2 separate regions of the Triticum aestivum genome follow, and region 1 is linked to region 2. A link is a contact called in public Hi-C data. All regions are on one chromosome and are shown on one strand. Each heading gives the region's core, a stretch centred on a gene start, on an enhancer-like site or on the middle of the called end of the contact. The rest is flanking DNA. Distances are from core to core; before and after follow the strand shown.

Region 1 (6,990 bases), core at 1,154-3,653, 430 kb after region 2:
GTTGCTTTCTCACAAAACGTTGCAAACTTCCTCCTCCACAAGCCACCAACTTCCACTCTCTCATTTCATCAAAGATTTTCGTGACTAGCTCTTCTATGTCTACCCGTTGCTCAATTCTATTGAATACTCTAGCGTTCCTTTTCTTCCATATCGACCAAGACGTGCAAATGACAAGGGTATCGAAGCCTTGCTTATTCTCCTTTGTGAAGCATGAACGTTGTTGTAGCCACCAGTCCAGGAATGTGTCTGTTTTCATCGGGCTTTGAGTAGGCAAGTGTAACGCATTGAAGCAGCCCAACCAAGTTCCCCGCGCATAGCCGCATTGCACCAAGATGTGGTCCACGATGTCTTCCTCATGGAGACAAGTATAACAAGCCGAAGTATGCTCGTGCAACCCATGCCAAGTACGTCGATCCACCGTCCAAAGACGATATTGTGCTGCTAGACAAGTGAACATCTTGCACTTCAGAGGAGCCCAGCTTCTCCAGATGGCAGCGGCGTAAGGGCAGGTTGGCAGTCCTTCACAGAGATGATCATATGTGGATTTGACCGAGTATCTCATCGACGTCGCACATGGCCAGAGGAACGTGTCAAGCGTATGCGTGTCTCTTTGAACTGAGGAAATGGCTTGTCTCAAGTGCATCAATTGTAGCAGTGTCATGTGGGATGTGATATAAGGGATGTCCGCCTACCATTGTTGCCCCTCTTGAGCCCACCGAACCGTCCTGCTATTGATTGAGCGAGTGTCCACATGCTCAAGGATAAGTGGCGCAATCTCCTGCACTGAGTGGCCATGCATCCATCGATCCCTCCAATATTGCTGAAATTGAATATAGATATTTTGCCGATATGCCTTGTCAAGATGTTCGTACAGGATTTAAACTCACACTACAAACCCGGTGTGGCAAAGAGAGGCAACCCCTTCTAAAAGCAGATAAACAATACACTACACCTGGCGAAATTTACATTGTAGCTTAGTGAATTCCGAATAATCATTCACACCTGCAGGTTGGTGAAAAAAGTAGTAGCATTTTTTTCGAGGCAGTGAAAATAGAATAGCTACAGAGCTAGTCTGGTACTTCCTCCGTCCGAAAAAGTTTGTCCCTCAAATGGATGTATCTAACACCAAGGGAGTACCAGCTAGGGCAATGGCCAGCGAGGCAATGCACAATTTGGTTGTTATTCTCATGTAGATATTTTCGAAAATGTCATTTACTTCTCTACATGGTTGATCTAGTTCCGAAGTTATGAGTGATATAAACTCATTTTTCTAGCACTAATTGATTTATATGGTAAAATGTATGCACCCAAATGGTTTTGTGTTAAACTATATTGTTATAATCCAACATCACAGTGGTGTATGTTTTGATTTTGTGCATGCTATAGAGACGAGATACAAGATTTATCAGTGGTGTACGTTTTGATTTTGTGCATGCTATAGAGATGAGATACAAGATTTGTCAGTTGTGTACGTTTTGTTTTCGTGCATGCTATAGAGACGAGATACAAGATTTGTCTTTTCAACCTTATGGATATCTGGGGATATATATAACCATCGGCCCACGATCAATTTACTACTGCTGCCAGGGCAAGCAAACCGGGCGGCAAGCGATTCCTGCGTGTCGATGCCACGCAACTCAAACGTCCCATCAGCGCCGATGCTGATGTGTTACCTCCTCCTTCACTCCCGGGGGATCCCAGCTCCAAAACAAATCGCAGTTATCTCTCGCCCGAGGGACACGAACAAATTATGCTTGGACTGTTGGTTTCCCATTTATAGTTCGAGGACGGTGTGGCCCGTAAACCTTTTGGCAATTAATGATGGAAAGGTGGAACGAGGCTCTCCAAGGCTCGCGCCCTTTTCCTTTTGTCCCGAGTGGTCCCGTCCCGTCTGCCATGCCCGCCATGGGCTCGTTCTTCTTCCCCTCCAATCGATTGCCCCTCGCCGCTTCGGGGGCTTTGCCCGGTCCGGTCAGGTCAGTTCCGTCAGTCAGTGTGGCCGCTCTGCTGGTCATGGCATGGTCATCTTTGTCTTGTCCATGGTAATATTATAGTTTATGGATCTCGATTCGGCGTGTTGCACTGTGGCGTCTATCTTTTGGGCGATGTGGCTTTGCGGACCGGTGAAGACGAATGCATGGCGTGTTCGGCCGGGCACGTACGGAGCAGGGCCGCGCAGCAGCTTTATTTTACCACGAAAAATGAGAGGGAAACGAAGGATGCTTGTACTGTTTTTCCCTTTTTACCGTAAAAAGAGTTGTCGTATGCCGCCGGCATTCATTTTTTTTTTGAGGGAATTCATTTGTTCACGAGTGAGGTACAGAAAGAGGCATACAGGAGAGTGTAAATGCAAGTGGGCCACAACTGGACATGATCTGAAAGCGGTCCGGTAGGCCCGCAACTTGGTGGGCAGATCGATTTCGTCCTGCAACGTGAGTTATATGGGCCCAAATAGAGTACCCAATCCAGTAAAGAAAGCTCGAATTTGCAACCATTTGACAATCTGGCGCGAGTTTGTTCGGCCGTCACAGTCACATGTTTAATTTGCACAGTGACATGCTTTAGTACCCGGCTTCTTTTTTTGGCACGGTGATATCGCTGCTTGTACGTACATGTACTACTGCCCAGCCGGGCCGTCGCAGTCGAGGTGCGTGTGGCGCAGTGCTACGTGCCACTCCTACCAAACGGGCACGAGGAGGGGCCCGTTTCCGCTCGTGAGCAGAATGTTGTTGTTGGCCGGGTCCAGGGAGAAGAGGGAACCTCCGCCGTGTTTGCAAACCGAGTTGAATTGAGCTTGTTAGCGCGGAGCTACCATGCATTCTCGTTGCAGTTAAAGAAACTATAGCGGACGCGTTATATTGTCTAGACCATCGTAATCTATACCTACTAATAAAGTCATTAGTGCTTTTGCCCGTTCATCATTAATTAAAATTACCCCCGAAGTAATCATCAATTACCCCTTATGGGTGGCATAAGTGACGAGAATGATTCGACATTTTTTTCTTGAAGCAGCCGTTGTTTTTGGTTCTTATACCTGATACCATGATACATCACAATTCACAAACACACAAGAACCACAATGGCAAAGGCAGTCTTTCACACTGGTGACTCGGGTTTGATCCTAGGTGCCACCCTTTTTTCTCTTATTTTCTCTCTTAATAGCAAGAGCGATCCCACATATGTTCATGGGCTGGCCCATGTGCGGAGCGTGACACCCTATGTTTGTATTTTGTATTCTGCCTTTTCTTTTTCCGGTATTGTTTTTATTTTTCCTTCTTAAAGTTTATTTGGGAATAGCAAAATTTCACGAAGCTATGAGTTTTAATATTTTTTGATAAATCATAATTTTTTCATGAATTAAAAAAATGGTAGGGACACCATAAAATGTCGATGATTTTTAAAAACTGTTTGCATATCATAAAAAATCGTAATTTATAAAAAGTGTCTGCAAATTAAAAATGTTCATGATTTTATGAAATGATTGTGTATTCAAAATATAATCAAGAATTTGAAAACAATGTCCATGAAATTCTAGAAAATGTTCACAAAAATCAAACTGATCCATTGAAACGGATCCGTAAATAACGAACAAAACAAACGTTGCTTACATTGAGGTTTTCTTAAGGGATTTGTAGAGGTCGCTCTATGATTTTATCTAGTCCATCACGCATCGAGTAAAAAAAGGTTTATGTGTTCTATACAACACCGAGCCCTAGTTTTACTGTTCATGGAAACATCACGATGCTAGGTCAAGGTGAAACATATCATTCATCTGTCTACCTCAGGCAGGGTCCATCAATGCAGTTTGTTGAGTCAAAAAATATTTCGTTCTGGCGGCTTAGAAAATCAAGTCATGATGGGGCCATCACATTTTCAGTTTTTGAAATGGCTTTCTAAAACTCTCTTATCTCATCGTAACTTTATGAAATGACATTTTAAAAGTTCTTATCTCATCCCGAGCACGGCCACGTCACCCTTTCAATGGATGGGTTCTTTCAGCCTTCAAATGGTTCTGTGGCTGCTGGTATGGTCCTTGGAAACAGTGCAGGCAGTATTATCTTTTCTGCCTATCGTGTTATCTTCCACTGCAATGATCCTTTGAAAGCAGAGATACATACGATCATGCACAGCATGGCCCTAGCCATTCAACATTTGACTCTTTTAGTAATTGTTCAATCAGATTCATATGCAGCATTGTCTTGTTTATCAAACAATGGCCTGGAGCGCTCGGTGTATAGTCATTTGGTTCGGGAGATTAAAGAGTTAATGAGTAACATGGAGTTTTATCCTTAAAAAGAATTCTTCATAGTCAAAATAGAGTTGTAGATCGGCTGACCCAGTATAGCCGCACCGAGAGTACAACTACTGTGTCATTAGTCTCGGTTCCACTCTGTATTAAGAATTTGTGGCCTCTTAATTGTAACACTATTACTTCCCAATAAAACTCCCTTTACATCGAAAAAAGAAACACGGCACGCTCAACATATTATCCGTACGTAGTACAGGTTCCGTCGCTCCTGGGCAGACCGTAGTACGCGTGCATCAGCAGCAGACGTGCGTACTACGAGTGAACAAATCAACAATCTATATCTGGCGCGTGTACGCACACTGTACAGACATGCGCGCAGGTGTTGCCCGGTTCGACGGGTTTGCACCGCGTGTCGCACTGCATGCGCGTACGGAGAGCCACACGGGCGGGCGGGCGTGGCGCCGGAGCACCGCACGCGCCGTGCCGAGCTGAGAAGCGACAAGCGCGTACGTGCGCCGGGCGGGCAGCGGGGCGCGCGCTCGGGCCGGAGCCCGGAGGGGTGTGGCCGCGCGGCCGACACGGCGAGACAAGCGCGATCTCTCGTGCCACACCCATACCCCATACTCGTACCCTTTTCCGGCACTTTCTCCCACCTCCCCGCGCCATGCACCCATCCATATCTTTGCCCCGCCAAGCAAGCTCGCTCGCTCTAGGCATAGATCGCGTGCATCCCTCCTGTAGCTCTTCCCACCGCCCCAGGTCCACACCGAGATCCCCGTGCCATGCGACACGCATCGACTCATCTCGCCCCGCCTCGCCTCCCTAGCAAACTCTCTGCATGCATCGGATGCAGCTAACCTCACCGTGGGCCGCCTGTTCTCTTACGCCTGACCACATCTGTTTGTTTCAGATTTGCACTTCTTCACTGTACGAGCACACTCCCTCAAAAGCTGTACGTCTCATATGCGTGTTTGACATTGATCGATGTCCTTGAGATTCATGCAAATAGAATGGCCGGCCTGGGTCTCCGTGGTTCCGGAAGATTTTTGTGATTCAGACATGTCAACGGCCCCGATTAACAAATTCCGGAAACGCGTAGGTACAGCAGCCAGGCAAATTGATCATCAAGCAACAGCAAAAAGTAGGGCTTAAGTATGCCAACTTGGTCACATCGAAGGTACTAAACTGTACTTGGTTTAATCAATTTGATTATGGGGTTAGGGTTGCCCACGCCAACTGGTGGTACTACAACAGTGGCAGATCGCACTGCACGTAATAATTGCAATGCACATGATCACCAAGTAACCAGGGGTTGGGTTGCTTACAAAATCTGTATCAAGGAAGGGGACGGATCGAGACATCCATGTGCGGCTAAGGAGATGGCTCTGCCTCGGTTTTCATGACCAGTACCCCATCATGCCGCGCGCGCTCTTCCTTTGTTTACCACATTTTCGTACGGCAGGTGCTGCTATGCGTGCAACCATCCTTCTTAATTTGCAGTATGCCTGAAATTCTGGAAAACAAAATTAGGAGAAGATTAGTTTGTTACTGTACAATCAACACTTGTTGAATTACAGTACTGCCTTCATATTCATACGCAAGGCCACTTCGTTTTTCATGTCATATTTTTGACTCGTAATTTTGGTCCACGGAATATGGATTATATGTCGTAAAAAGTATATCATCAGAAAGTTCTTTGAAATGTGTATTCAATGAAATATTTTTTGTGCCATATAACTCACTTTTTGTTGGTAAAATTAATAGTCAAAATTAGACATACAAATAAGAAGTGGCCTTGTATAAGGGAATGGGGAGTACTAATTATTTTGGTTAATACTTAGTTTTGGTACTCCAAATACGTCTTGTGTATTCCTGGCAAAAACAGAAATCTTACGTAAAGAAACGGAGGCCCCCCTTTTCTAGCTTGTACCACGTACCTCCCCCATATCCTCTTCGAACTTCGATGCATGTCACTTCTCTAAGCTCTCTTACCTATTAATGTTTCCTAAGTGGTCACCAATCACACCGGTCCTCCATGTTTAGCCTAAGCTCCCCTCCCCTAGCTCTCGAGAGGAAGCTAAAGCTCTCCACCACCTACACTATTCTCCTAGTGTTCTTCCTCTTCACTCTCTACATCACCTCATGCGAAGCTCGTCGTCTCCGCGTCAATGGCAAGCACTTAAGCAGCAGCAAGTCTTCCTCATCATCCCAGGTTTGCTTCAGCCCCAACACAGTCCGGTTAAACATCATAACGTCATCGATTTTGTTCTAACATTGCCCTCCCTTTCTCTATTTGTGTTTCTCTAGGATGCGACAGAGGTTGCTGATGCCCAGAAGCAAACGAGAAGCTCGTTGATGGTTCATGATGTGGGGAAGAAGGCTCGAGCTGCCGGAAGCGGCATCGATCAGTCGACGGGCGCGGGAGCAACATTGATCAATCGATCAGGTGGAATACGAAACACCACGCATGCCGCTAGGGTTTCGCAGCAGCTTCCTCATCGCAAGCACGTGGACGATCAGGGAATTCACCTGGATTATGCTCAGCCTAGAACCCGCACTCCGTATCACAACTGAACATATATACATCGATCACGGATGAGAGCCGTTCATGAGATGACATTTATGTCATCGTGATCATTTATCTAGTTATATATATCATGTATATTTCTCCTTGAATCTCACTAGCTAGCTACCAGCAGCTTCAAGTCGTGTCTGTGTTTCCGCTATATTTCTAGTTATTT
Region 2 (6,402 bases), core at 2,538-5,037:
CCAACCAAGGCGCCAGCACACAGCATACACACCCCATCGCGGCACATTCTCAGGAAATTACGGTAGGCGTGTGTGTGTTGTTTCGTGCTTGCCATGTCCTGTTGGCGCCAAGTCTATTGTGGAAACATAACAGAATGACCAAATTTTGCTCATCACCTTGTTTGCACTCTGTGCTTGGCACATTAGCAAATCGAGTGCCACTGTCTATTCCTAGAGATACTTCACATTCTTCTTCCTTCTCTCAGTAGCTACGCTACTTGGAAACCAAGCCTTGGCATGGAAGTTGGAACCACGCCACATGATGAGAATTAGTCAAAAGTTCAGACTAGGGAGTAGCAGACATAAACAGACTAATAAATACCGAGAGGAAGTTCAATTTGAAGATATAACCAGTAGTGGTAATCCATTGTTGACATGAAATCCATATCTGTGCTGGTGCCTCTGCCGACCATATTAGGGCTCCATTGATTCAAAGAATTTTCATAAGAATTTTGGAGGATTAGAATCCTTAGGGAAAAAAAATCTATGTTGGTTGTTTGATTCATAGGATTGAATCCTTGTACTACTTCCCATAGGATTTGCAGCATCCACCCAATGCAATCAAACAGTCAAAAATCCTGTAGGATTGGATGAGCATGACATTTTAATCCTATGTTTTTCCTATTCCAACGTTTTCAGAATCCTGCGAATCAAAGAGGCCCTATTCTATAGCAAGTACAGGTCATCATATAGACAAGGTACTAATGTGAATTATCAGATGGACATCAATGGGACCCCTAGTCCCCAAATTTCAGTTCAGTTAGTTCTCTTTTTCTTTTCTCTTATAAAGATTCTGCTCTGTTGTCTCTAAACATCTAGGCAAAATACACTATGGCAAGATCTGTCCCTAAGCTTTATGTCATATATTCTAGTCCTACAGAAGTTCAACCCCAAATAATACCACTAAGACTATTTAAACATTGCTAAAATAAACAGTTCAACTCAACAACATAAAGTGCACAATTAAGTTGCACCAGGAATAACCAAGGTAAGCAACATGAGCAAATATCAATACTGTACCATAGAACAGTTCCACTGGTTAAAATTATCCTCTCGGCTCACAAGCAATCCTTGAAATGACATGATAAATGCTAAATGAGCAGAGTGTGAACATCGTGGTAAGAACCTAGAGCAACATCATTACACTATTAGAGTTACCGACACAAATGTTGCTAAATCCACTAGTCCTAGCTAAATAAGTTGCGATGAAAAGCGATACGGGGTGTCCAACAACCAAGATAGTAGTTTCCTTCGCAACATTTTAATTGCAAGACAAAATGAACATTACTGGAGTTGAAGATGCCTGCGAACGGTGGCGGCGACCGACGATCAGCACCGCCAGGCTGATACTGATACAAGCTCGCCACGCTGCCAATAGAGAGTGAGCGCAACCCCGCGTTTCTCGACGTGGAACCCTCGGACCTGCACCCGCTTCAAGAGGCAGTCGGCCTGTGCCTCGGCAAGATTGCTGAGCGGCACAGGTGTGAAGCCAGCAGCAGCAAACACATTCCGCCATGAAACTGCTTTGTCGGTCTTGCGCCGCCCAAGCACCGCGTCTTCGACTCTTGGTTGGATCAGAAACTTCTCGATCTTACAGGCAGAATCGGCGTCAATTCCAGCAGCATCAAGCGAGTCAAGGAGGAACATGCAGGATTGAAAGCAATGCAGGAAGTGCTGTGAGAACGGGAGGTCAGCACGATCAGCTCCATAGTCCATGGCGACCACAATCTTAGGACCAAGCTGTTTCACCAACCGAAGGATTACAGCCAGCGGTGGTGCACGAGCAGAGCAACCAACTGGGAGGCTCACAGCTACAATTTCGTCGCCAGTAGAAGAAATGAGCTCAGCCGGACTGAAGGCATCAAGACTGACGGCATTGAACTCGAAGGGAATTCCAAGATCAGCAGCAAACTGCGTGAGGTTATCCTGAGTAAGATGAAGCTCCAGTGGATGGTGAGAAGCATCTGAAACGAAGGCCGTCAGCTTCAGCAACGGCAAAGCCACGCCGCCAGTACCACGGCGATGAGCAAGCTCCTGCAAGAAGGAAGCCCACTGCCCGCCTACACCAAGATCGAAGTCAATGACATGGATGCAGGAAGCGGCGCTGCAGGCGATTTCGTCGAGAAGCGCCTGCGTGGCCGTGAAGTTAGCGAACTGCAGCATGGGCGACAGGTCGGAGAAGGACTTGTAGGCCGCCAGCTTGAGGGCGACGTCGAGCGGTGAGGTGATGCGGGAGGCGCCGTGGTGTCCATCGGCGAGCGCGAGGAGGAGGGCCTCCCTGAGATAGGAAGCCGACCGGAGGAAGGGCTTCCCAAGTGGGGGAAGCTGGTGATTGAGCCGCGCCAATATCTCACGCGCGCCAGTGGAATTACCGGCCTCAGCTGCCTTTGCCGCCGCAGCCAGCTCGTCCAGCAGCTGCTGCTGCGCCGCCTCGGCAGCCGTCGTCTTCATCGCCCCGCGAAGCGGGGGCGGCGAAGGCTGGAGCTGGAACGGGAGTGAGCCATGTAGCAGGGGAAAGGCCGCCGCCGCCGACGTGCCCAGGTGGTTTCGGGTGAGGTAGAGGTCGTCTGGAACGGAGTGGTGGCGTTTGGGCGGTGGCTGGTGGAGTTGCGAGCGCTGGTTGTGATCGGAGAAGGAAGCGAGGGGCATGAAGAAGGCTGCGGCGGGAGGCGGCGGTTGGTGCTGTTGCTGGTACTGGTTGAAGAGGCCATGCGACTGCGGTCCGAGGAGAGGGGGCTTGGTGTCGATACCTTCGTGGAACAGAATCGGAGGCGGCGGGGGCTGGAGAGAGGCGGCCTCCGGTGAGAAGAGGCCGAAAGCCGAGGAGGCCTTGCTGCCGCCACCGCCACCCCCGCCGGTGGTGGTGTGCGACATGGCGCCGGAGGACGACAGGTCGGAGGAGGCGCCGCCGAGGTGGTGGTCGAGCGAGAAGCCGAGCGGGTCGACGGCCGAGAATCCGAAGCCGCCCGCATTGTCGACGAGCGGCTGCTGATGCATTGGAAGCGGCGGGACGGGCAGCTCCAGGTCGCCGGCGGCCCCCATGATCCAGTTCAAGAAGGTCTGGTCCTGCCCGGCCGCCGCGGCCGCCGCGGCGCTGCCGAGCATGGCGTCCCAGCCCTCCCCTCCATCCAGCGCCCCAGGAATGGGCGGCAGCTCACACCCACCACCACCTCCACCGGCGGCGTGGTCGGCCCATTTGGTGGCCTCGGCGTCGCCGGCGCTGCTCTCGGAAACCGCCGCCACGCCGGTGGAGTCAGCCGCGCCGCCGCCGAGGGACGACGACAGCGTGGACGCGGAGTTGGGCGGGCTGCTGAGCCTCCGCGAGCAGTCGAGCACCGACCGGGGCTCCACCAGCAGCTTCCCCGGCGGCCAGTAGCACAGATCCTTCCCGCCGGCGAGGCCCACTCCCCCGCTCCGCTCGGCCCCGAACAGCGCCGCCCTCATCTACCTAGCCCCGCAGCATAACAGGCAGGCCGGCGAGATCTGGGGCGGCGCGCGCGGGGGATTGATTTTCCTTTGCTGGTGCGTGCGTGCGTTTGGATGTGGCTCTCCTCTCCCTCCCTCCCTCGCTCCCTGCCTTGGCCCTGGCGTGCGAGGGAGAGTATACAACAGGGTACGGGGGAGGGAGGTGGGGGCGGGCAGAGAGAGCAGTGTGCGCCCTTGCCTGCCTGCCTGCCTTGTGCTGCCCCGCTGCTCTCCCCCCCTCTCTCTCTCCTCTCTCTCTCTCTCTCCTCGCTGTGTGGTGCTGTGGCCTCGTCTCTCCCCTCTCTCTCTCTACTGCTATCTTCCCTGGATGCGTGCAACATAAAAAAGGTTAAAAAGTGTACCTCTCCCCCCCTCTCTCTCCCCCCATCGTTTTCAGTCTGCTTCAAGCCCTCTCCCCCTCTCTCTCTGCCTTCTTCCTTTTTTATTTTCACCCTAGGTTGTATTCCATGTTTTATCTGCTCGTATTTTGCTTGGCGACGGCAATGCATGGGCTTATTTCTTTGTGTGGACTGTATGCCTACGTAGGTTTTTTTTCGATAAAGGGCGCTTTTATTATCTCAAAATGTAGCATCAAAGTGATACAAAGTATTAAGAGTATCACCCGGCCTCTGCATAACTAGGATGCACACAGCCAAACACCAGTAGTCTGATAAACAAAAAGATGAAAGACCGACAATTCGGCAACAGTAGAGTCCATAGACCGACACTATGCCTATGTCAAAAGAGATGGTGGACCGAGCCGGAGATTATGCTGCCATCCATGTTGGGTAAAAACCTCCGTAGCCACCTGCTCCAACAGCGTACACACCGCCTTGAATAGCGGTTGGTACTCCGCTCGTTGTAGCGTACACCACGTACGAAGCGAGTGCGTACAACGAAAAATAACCTGCAAAGGAGAAACAGTTTTGTCATTAAAAACAACATTATTTCTACATAGCCAAAGCGACCATAATAAGGCATACGCTCCCACCCTTATTAGCGTTTTGTATGCATTTGAAATACCGTCCAGCCAATGACCAAAAATATTGGCAACACTTGTGGGTGGATACAAATTTGACGCTATTTGGATGGCTGACCACGTAGAACGCGCAAACTTACAGTAAAAAAAGAGGTGTTTAATTGTCTCGTCATGAGTACAAAAACAACACTTCTTACTTCCCGACCAGTTGCGTCGTGCGAGGTTGTCTTTTGTTAGCACAATTCCCCTACGGAGATACCACATGAATATTTTGACTTTAAGTGGTACCTTCGCTTTCCAATTTTTTTTGTTATTACTCACCGGTACCTCAGAATGCGTGAGTGCACGATACATAGAGTCTACTGTGAAAGACCCCGATGTAGTAAGGTTCCAGCGAAACACATCACGACCTTGTGTTAGGATAATCGAATCCAGACGAGACAATAGATTATTCCATGACATAAGTCGGGTGCCAATCAAATCCTGCCTGAACGAAATATTTGGCGGTGATGAGCTGAGCACTTGTGCAATAGTATTATTCTTATCGTGTGCAATGTTGTATAAGGCTGGGTACTGTTCTCGGAGGCTAGCATTGCCTAGCCAAATGTCTTCCCAAAAACGAATCTCTGACCCATCCTTTATTGCAAAAGACCCAAAGCGAAAGAGATGTTTCTTTGCCGCCATTAGGCCGGCCCAAAAGTGTGAGTCTCCAGGTTTCCAATATACATGAGACACTGCCTTTTGGCCTATATACTTATTGCGCAGCATGGTTTGCCAAACATCATCCTCAGTAAGAAGTTTGAACAACCATTTACTAAGTAGGGCCTCATTCTTGACCTGCAGGTCATGAATACCGAGGCCGCCCTGGTCTTTCGGCCTACAAACCACACTCCATTTGGCCAACCTATATTTTTTCTTTTCACCATCTCCTTGCCAAAAGAACCTGGACCTAAAATAATCCAATCTTTGCAAGACCCCCTTTGGGAGCTGGAAGAACGAAAGCATATAGAGGACCATATTTGTGAGGACAGAGTTTATTAAAACCAATCGTCCTCCAACCGAGAGCAACTTGCCTTTCCAGCTGCTCAAGCGTTTCTCTAGTCGCTCCTCTACATGCTTCCACTCCGCAATGGTGAGACGCCGATAATGAATTGGTATTCCCAAATATTTAATTGGGAATTGTCCATGTGCACAACCAAAAAGGTCAACATAATCGGCCGCTGCATCAACAGCTTCTCCAAAGCAGAACAATTCACTTTTATGGAAGTTAATCTTAAGACCCGACATTTGCTCAAACGCTGACAGCAAAAGTTTCAGGTTTCTAGCCTTGTCTAGGTCATGTTCCATAAAAAGAATTGTGTCATCGGCATATTACAGAATAAAGAGACCACCATCCACTAGATGTGGCACTACTCCTGTAATCTGTCCGTCCTGCTTGGCGTGCTCAATCAGAATAGCCAACATGTCAGCAACAATGTTAAATAACATTGGGGATATGGCATCACCCTGTCGTAGTCCTTTTTTTGTCTGAAAGTAATGGCCGACATCATCATTGACTTTAATGGCCACACTACCGCCAGTTACAAAATTTTGGATCCACTTGCACCATTTATCGGAGAAGCCTTTCATCCTTAGGGCATGTTGGAGGAAAGACCATTTGACCTTGTCATAGGCTTTTTCGAAGTCTATTTTGAATACTACTCCACTCATGTTTTTTTGGTGCATCTCATGGACGGTCTCATGCAGGATTACTACGCCATCGAGTATGTTCCTTCCTTGCATGAAAGCTGTTTGAGATGGCCGGACAACATGGTCAGCTACCGAGTTTAATCTATTCGTCGCCACTTTGGTGAAAATCTTGAAGCTGACATTAAGGAGGCATATGGGTCTGAACTGTTGAATCCGTCCGGCCTCCTTAA

The links. Hi-C and Micro-C count contacts between places; a contact is called where the count stands out from the background.
Region 1: a Hi-C map of leaf shows a contact between it and region 2, with 4 times the contacts expected there. The contact joins the enhancer-like site here to the promoter of LOC123127929 in region 2. A contact is called at or near these places in 2 of 5 Hi-C or Micro-C datasets (both in leaf).

Annotation. Positions count from the first base shown.
Region 1 is chr6A:461,911,963-461,918,952 of IWGSC CS RefSeq v2.1, forward strand. LOC123130747 (a long non-coding RNA gene) reads left to right here and starts at 6,274. Exons shown (of 2, transcript XR_006464002.1): 1 at 6,274-6,461; 2 at 6,557-6,990. Within about 2 kb of position 2,404, at least 5 of the 8 cell types and tissues checked have an H3K27ac peak or open chromatin away from gene starts, as enhancers often do. A contact at or near this core is called in leaf, where this site is marked.
Region 2 is chr6A:461,484,472-461,490,873 of IWGSC CS RefSeq v2.1, forward strand. LOC123127929 (scarecrow-like protein 6) reads right to left here and starts at 3,788. Exons shown (of 1, transcript XM_044547792.1): 1 at 996-3,788. The coding sequence starts at 3,483. The coding sequence ends at 1,369.